Linked DNA regions of Mus musculus: region 1 is linked to region 2. A link is a contact called in public Hi-C data. All regions are on one chromosome and are shown on one strand. The core of a region is the stretch at or near the end of the contact, and the rest is flanking DNA. Distances in the headings are between cores, read along the strand shown.

What was found. Hi-C and Micro-C count contacts between places; a contact is called where the count stands out from the background.
Region 1: a Hi-C map of CD4 T cells shows a contact between it and region 2, with 3 times the contacts expected there. The contact joins the promoter of Il17ra here to the promoter of Adipor2 in region 2. A contact is called at or near these places in 1 of 484 Hi-C or Micro-C datasets (CD4 T cells) and 1 of 115 datasets of contacts at active chromatin or transcription factors (pancreatic cancer cells).

Annotation. Positions count from the first base shown.
Region 1 is chr6:120,461,594-120,465,363 of GRCm38.p6, forward strand. It overlaps Il17ra (interleukin 17 receptor A), which reads left to right and starts at 1,604. Exons shown (of 13, transcript NM_008359.2): 1 at 1,604-1,873. The coding sequence starts at 1,736.
Region 2 is chr6:119,387,336-119,391,168 of GRCm38.p6, forward strand. It overlaps Adipor2 (adiponectin receptor 2), which reads right to left and starts at 1,399. Exons shown (of 8, transcript NM_001355692.1): 1 at 1,147-1,399.

The DNA.
Region 1 (3,770 bases), core at 354-2,853, 1.1 Mb after region 2:
CTGTCAGTCTAGAAATTAGAGTGTGGGTCCTCATCCAAGCCCACAAGACAACAGGGTGTACCTCCCTGTGCCCTCCCTCCACAGCCTTGGGCGGGCTGAATTAGACCTTGTTTTGCTGCAGTAGGCTAGCCCACCTAGGGTGGAGTCTTCTGACCTAGGTAAAGTCTATTGTCCTGCCACTTCTGCAGCTTCCCACGAGATCCTGGCATAGTGGGGGATGGGGCCCCCCCTTTAAATTTCAAGGATTAAACATTGGGCCTTGATCAGAATCTTTGTCTTGGTCTCATTCTTCTCTAGTCATCATTCCTATCCAACCCCAGCTTTCCTTTCGGGAACCCAGTTCTCCGTGGCCGCTGGCGACTACACCTCCCGAGATGGGAATCAGCTCCCAAGAACCTTGGTAATAAAGAGAGAGCCCCTTGTTGGGTCTGAGAAAATAGCCAAAGGGTTTCAGTAAGACAAAAGTTTCCTTCTGCAAAACGGTGTACAGCCGTGTCTTACTGAGCGCATAAGCGCATCCAGTGAGAGTCGCGCTTGGTTTTATTCCCAACGTTAAGGGGTCCTGTGCCTTACTCCAGGTGGTCAGATCGTGGCCTCACATTCTTAGATGTTGCGGTTGATACCCAGAATGCAGTTTTTAGCAGCGGTGCAACCATGAGCACATATTTTCATTACAAGAAGTGTTAGTCTTGGAGAAATTTGAATTCCTAGTGGCTTCTTTGAATTTTTTTTTTCTCTCCAGGGGGTTCTAGAGGGCATCCCCAGGCCTTGTCAGAGACTCTGTCCGTTGTACTGCTCAGTCCCCCATCCTTCCACGCCTCTGCCCTCAGCCTGGCCTCAAACCTTCCTATGCTGTGTACCTTACCCAGCCAAACTGCACTCGGCGAGGCCACAGTGAGGCTCCTTGAAAGAGCTGGCTGTCTACACAGGCTGTCTCCGTTTCCCTCCTCTGATCCACTTTTAACCCTTCATACTTAGCAATGCTACCCCCCCCCCCCCACACACACACATCTCTGTTACAGAATGCCGTGTTTGCTTTAGTCCAGCCATGAGGTGACTAATTCACTGTCCAGGGTTTTGTTTTGTTTTGTTGGGTTTTTGTTTTGTTTTGTTTTGTTTTGTTTTTGAGTGTGCAAATGTATGATTCAACGCTGAAAGGGAAAAAATATAGTTTCATGGACTTGCTATATGAGACTTAAGCTACATGATCTGGCCATCAAAAACTAGAACTTTGTAGAAAAAACAAAAAAAACAAAAACGAGAAATAAGCATTACGACGATGCGATGGGCTTGTTTCTCCATAAAAACTGAAAGGGAGATTGAGCAAACAAACTCCTTGGAGTCCCGAGTCGGAAATTAGACTAAAATGATGAAACAGATCAGTGTAAACCGGGAGGGTACGATGGCGAGGACAGTCATAGCTCCACAGCAAGTTGACAGCGGGGCTCGGCTCCTTAAAACGGGTTCCTGGGCTCCTATCTTACTTAGCTGAGCAACATCCAAGGAGAGCCAAAGAGGCCAGGAGCACACCTGGGCCAAGGCGGAGGCGGGGCCAGAGGAAGGACAGCCCCCACCCAAGCCCCGCCCCGAGCGGCCCGCCCTCGGGGGAGCCGGAAGCGGGACAGAGGAGGCCGTGTGAAGCCGACGAGCGCCAGTCCTCGGCCGGGAAAGCCATCGCGGGCCCTCGCTGTCGCGCGGAGCCAGCTGCGAGCGCTCCGCGACCGGGCCGAGGGCTATGGCGATTCGGCGCTGCTGGCCACGGGTCGTCCCCGGGCCCGCGCTGGGATGGCTGCTTCTGCTGCTGAACGTTCTGGCCCCGGGCCGCGCCTCCCCGCGCCTCCTCGACTTCCCGGCTCCGGTCTGCGCGCAGGAGGTGAGAGAAGCCGGGCGGAGCGGGGATGCCCGGGCCGTCGGGGGTGGTGGAGAGGACGGCGGAGGGTGGTGAAGAGGTGTCAGAGGGGCGGGCGTCGGGAGGGCCGTCGGGAGTGCGGAGGGCTGTCAAAGGTGCTGAGAGCCGTCGCGAGTGCGAAGGGGCGGACGGCCCAGGCTCTGGCGGGCCCGGGGAGGCTGAAAGTCCGCCCTAGGGGCTCGGAGGACGGTCCCGGGCATGGGCGCAGCGTGGAGGCGCGCTGGCAGCGACTCCGGGAGTGGAGTCGCGGTGAGGGGGAGTTCTAGGGAAACTACGCGGGCGGCGGAGTCACTGGTAGCGCGAGGCGGGGTGACAATTCCGTCTGGGCCTCGGAATTGGAAGATGGAGGCACCAGAGGCTGGCAGCTCGGGATGGACATGGACCTAACCTTGGCAGGAGCTGAAATAATCTGGACTGGCCCCTAACTCCTTGCTTCCTGAGCAGTCAATCCTCCAGCTCTCCCATGCTCAGGTGCCCCAGCCTGGCCTCGGGGGTCCCCACAGGTTGGGTAGTGCGGGCGAGCCCAGTGCCCAGGGGAATCAAACAGGATGTGGGTTGAAAGATGCCGTCCATCCCATCTTTTTTTCACCACCACGTGTGTCCCAGAACCGAGCCTGCCAAAATTGAGTTAACATGTGTGGAAGTCTGCCAGTTTGTTACTGCCAGGGAGGACCACCCCACCCCCACGCCCCGCTGCGCTCTTAGGAAACTGACACACCCCTGGCGGTTGAACCTTACTTACTGTCAAAACAAAGCATAACAAAAAAACAGCGAACCTGTGCAAAACCTAGTGTCTGTTCCACGCATAAACTTTCCTCCCTGTCTCCCTTCAAGCCTTCTCTTCCTCCACTGGTTTTTCCAGCCCCTTCCCCTCCACTTCCACAGCTGACCCCAGGAACTGTGTCCAGTCGCTGAGTCGGAGGATATGAAACAAAAGGATAGTTCTTATCTAATTTTGTAGATTTACCAAAAGAGGGTGGGGAGAGGGTGACTATTTTTACTGGAAAAACTGTGTTTTTTAAAAAAGTCTGAGGGCTGCTGGGAAATGTCATAGTGCTCCCCGTACTGGGAAAGTCAGAGTGACATCTTCAGACAGGGCCAAAGTGTCAAAACATAGAGGATTGCTGTTTGTGTCTGGCTAGTCCTTTGCCAAGGGCCTCACGATACAAGTAAACTGAAAGTAGAGAAAGATGATTCCTGGGACTGCAGTGTCCAGGATGAAGTTGTCTTGGATGTAGGAACGTCTTGCAAGAGTGCTTTGCACAATCGGTGTGTGCAGAATCCAGGGAGGAGAAAATGACCCCCAGCTGGGCTGTTTCTCACTGAAAAGACATTTGAGCAGTTCTGTTCCAAACCAGGAGCCTCAGAAACATTTCGCTTAAAGCGTTCAAAAATCTCACTGGTGGAACGGTACCTGAAACAAGCAGGGTCAAGTGGAAGATGGGGGCATCTGTGGAACAGCAGAGAGAGATGGGTGGGAGCTGAGCCAAAATTTTAGGCTGTGAGGTCTGTGGAAGTTCACCCAGACCCTCAGCTACAGTCCCTGCCATAAATCTTGGGGGTCTTAGTTTTTTTAGTTTTTATTTATTTATTTTGAGTTGAGTTTTAGTTTAGTTTTAGTTTTTATTTATTTATTTTGAGTTTTTGTTTGTTTGTTTTTGTTTTGTTTTCCAGACAGGGTTTCTCTGTGTGGCCCTGGCTGTCCTGGATCTCACTCTAGACTAGGCTGGCCTCAAACTCCACCTGCCTCTGCCTCCCAAGTACCATGACCCAGTCACAGTTTTTATTTTTAACTTAGATTTTGGTTTTTGGTTTTTTGGGCTTTTTTGCTTGTTTGTTTGTTTTATGTGTGTTTTGCCTT
Region 2 (3,833 bases), core at 149-2,648:
CAAATACACTTAGTTGGGAAGTGTTTTATGAACAAATAAATTTTAAAATCCTAAAAGACTGCAGTATTTTTACCTTGCTCCTTGGGGAGCAGGGGTAAGCATTCTGCTTTGGGGAAACACAATGAACACAGCAACACAAGAATTACAGGCCATCAAGTGAGATGGCTAAAGAGTATGCTTGCCAGGCAAATTTTCAAGACCTTGCCGCCTGAGTTCGATACCCGGAACCACATAAACGTAGACGATGATCAACTTTTACCAAGTTGTTCTCTAACCTCCACACGTGTGCCATGAACACAGGAGTCACACAGAAACACACCATAATAAACTGGATAATTTTAATTTTTTTAAAGTTTTTTTTTCTTTAAATGAGACAACCAGAGTAAAACATAAATGCAACTAAAAGATCATTTCCACTAAAATACTAAAACCACCAATGAAGCATTGTACCTACCAAATCCCAGGTGGTCATGTCATTTATCAAAAATTCATTGCTCAACGCTCTCGTGAAGTTTTCAAACTCCAGAAACAAATGTTTAAATCAAGGTCAAAAAAAACAAAAGAAGAGACTCATTAGCTGTCTGGTCTAGCGCTCCCTCGGACTCATCAAAACTTATTTTATAGCCGTTTCCAGCAATTCTCTAACAAGCTAACCACTGGCAAATAAAAACCCAAAGGGGCTCAGAACTGGGCCCAAGAACTATCCCGCAGTGACAGCCTGACGCGCCACCTAAGGAAAGGTGAGGGCAACCTTCCCATCCCAGTGGTTGGAAAAGTCGCGCTGAGCACAAGCCATCCGAAGCAAGCCTGCCAGAGAAATCCCTAGAAGTGGCAGAAGACACCAACTAGAAGTCGGGGCGGGAGGATTTCAGTCTCCGGCCATCGCGGGGGTACCGGCTCCGAAATCGACTAGAGACGGAGCGAGGGGCTTCGGACTCTGCCCCGCGGCGGGGACAGGGCAGCGGGCGCCCGCGACCGCAGCTGCACGGAGCGCGGCCCCGGCCCCCCCCCCCACCCCACCCCCCCGGCCGCTGCTTGGGCCCCGCACCAGGCGCGCGGCCGCAGGTCAGAGTTCCGGCCGCGCTCGGAGCCGGCCAGGCGCGCGCTCCCGGCCCGCGCCGGGGACACCTGTCCCTCAGCCCTCACCTCCTTCCGACCCGGGCAATCTGCTGAGCCCGGGAAGCCGCGCTCGAGCCACAGCCCTTCGCCCGAGTTAGCGGCCGTCTCACCGCGCGGCTCGGGCGCCTCGGGAAGCAGCGCCTCGGGGAGGGAGAGGGGGGGCGCGGAGGGAGGGGGCCGCTCGCTGGAGCCGCCACCGCCGCCGCCGCCACCGCGGTACCGCGTCGGGACTGTGCTCGCGCCGCCGCGACCGCCGCCGCCGCCGCCGCCGCGTCTCCCCGCCTCCGCGCCCGCGCGTAGCCGTGACGCGCATCGCACGAGGCGGGCCGAGCCAGTAAGACCACACCCCGTGCGCAGCCGCGCTGGCCTAAACCGGAAGCCTCCCCTCGGGAGGCTTTGGAAGCGTGATGCATCTTGGGAGTTGTAGTTCGGCCGGGTCCACAATGTAAACAGTGCGGGCAGAGTGCCTCGGAACGCTCACCCAGCTTCCTCGACGATTTCTGAAGAGATCTGAGAAGGGAGTGGGCCGCCACGGTTTAATGACTCGGGATGGAGCGTGTGTTTGTGTCAGCGGCCAACATAATGCTAGGCGTCGTCTTATGAAGGTTTCAGGATTCCGAAAGCGTTTAGTCAACTCTTCCTCAAACAGTAGGGCTTGTTTTTATTACCGTACTAACGTATGATTGATTTATGCCCTACCACTTCTAGAAGATATTCAAAATTATTTTCAATGGTCGATTGCAAACGACTTAAGCATTGTGTCTGTTTACCCAGAGGGAATGATTTGCTACGAGTGAGCTTTCCTATTGAACCAGAACAAGGAACTATAGGAGCTGGTGTGCAGAGGAAAAAAAAATGGTTTCTTCGTGTTCAGTTGTAAGAGGATTGTATCTGTCACACTCTTTAGTTCAAAACTTAATACACGTCAAAGTAAATTCGGAAGCTTTAGTTTAGACCTTGGAGGAAGCTTATTGTTCTTGCCTTTAGACCACAATCGGTCTCATAGCCAAGAAGCTAAAATGTGATGTTGAGCGATTGGAGGGAAGCAGACATGGAAAACTCTTCAACGAGGAAAAGCACTAGAGAGGTTAAAACAAGAGGATCTTGCATGTACCAGATCAGCCTGGTGTACATCGCGAGCCAGGCCAGCCTTGGCTATACAGAGTGTAAAACCATGTCTCAGAAAAAAAGAAACGAAAGAAAGAAAGGGAGAGAGAGAGAAAGACAAAGACTTGGCTACTAAGACTGAGAAAGACAATTGTACCTTTCCCATCAGAAAACAAATGCAGGCATTTGGGAATTATAAATGTGGCCCAAGGCTGGAAATATAGCTCAGTGGTAAAGCTATAGCCACTCCAAAAGCCTCGATTCCATCAATAACTTAAGGGGGGGGGGGGTGCGGGGGGAAGGATCCATAATAAATAGGGCAAAAAGAGAAGTTTTTTTTTCAGGCTGAATATAAGGTATCCCCTAAGGAAGACAGACTTAAGATAGACCATTATCTTACCAGGTATGGGGGCTCACACCTTAATTCCTAGCACGTGGGAACTGGTATAGGACGGCTGCAGTGAGTTCATGGCCAACGTGGGCCACAAGATGAGTTCCAGGTCAGCCAGGGCTAAAATGAGACCCTGCTTCAACAAAGGAAAACAAAACCCCCTCTCAAATCTTTCCTGCAGAGCTTTCTTTTAAGGATGCTTCTTTGATCAAAGCTTCTGTCTCCAGGAACAGGGTTTTTAAGAGAGCCCGCCATTTCCCCTCCTACCTCTCAGCTTGGCCTCTTGAACTGATCTCACTGTCAATCACTACATGCAATTTCTGATGCTTCTATAATGATGAAACAAACCACCTTATTTCCTCAAAATGCCCACCCACACCTTCTCAGCTAATGAGGATCTTTGCCACTCTCCCTACCCTCAAAGGGACATTCCTGAGTCCCACTGCCCAACTGGCTTCACCCTTATCCTTACCTAAATGGCATCACCAAATGTTTCAAAGCAGATTTGTTTTTTCCAGATCTCTTTCCCTGGCTATGCCCTTGTTGATTTGTACAGGTTGTCTCTTGATTGGCTATTCACACATCACAGAGAACTCAGCAATGTTCAGTATCTCCCCATATCAGCTATGAATCTTCAAAATCAAAATCTCCCTTCTGGTGTTGAGTATTTGTTTTTGCAGCACTAGAGACTGAATTTAGGGCCCTGTAGATGCTTAGGCAAGCCTCCTCCTACATCTCTGCCATGGTAGAGGATAGCTTTGTGGAATCTATTCTCTCTTTCCATTATGCGGGTCTGAGAGTTGAAGTCAGAGCATCAGTCAGAGCCTCCCCTTTCCATGCTGAGCCAGCCAGCACACATGCCCAGTGTCTCCATTCTTAAGGTGTTACAGTTTTCCACAGAGGGGAAGTCCTGCATCTTCTACAGCAACAAACGACATTTCCTTCTACCCTACCGCATACCAGTCACTGTGACCAACTCTGCCCTGTGGTATAGCCAGTTTAATAAAGTCATCTCTGAAACTTGATGACAGGAAGACATTATATTGAGTAATATTCATAATCCAGCTGAGGCTTCAATGACATGTTGACAGGTTGCTGACATAATGACAATGAACTTGCTCCTAGAGCGAACTTAGCCACCTTTGTAAAAGTCAAGTCAATAGCCAATGAAAATGGAAGATGTATCTAAAATTCTAAAGCCATAAGCAAATGGTAG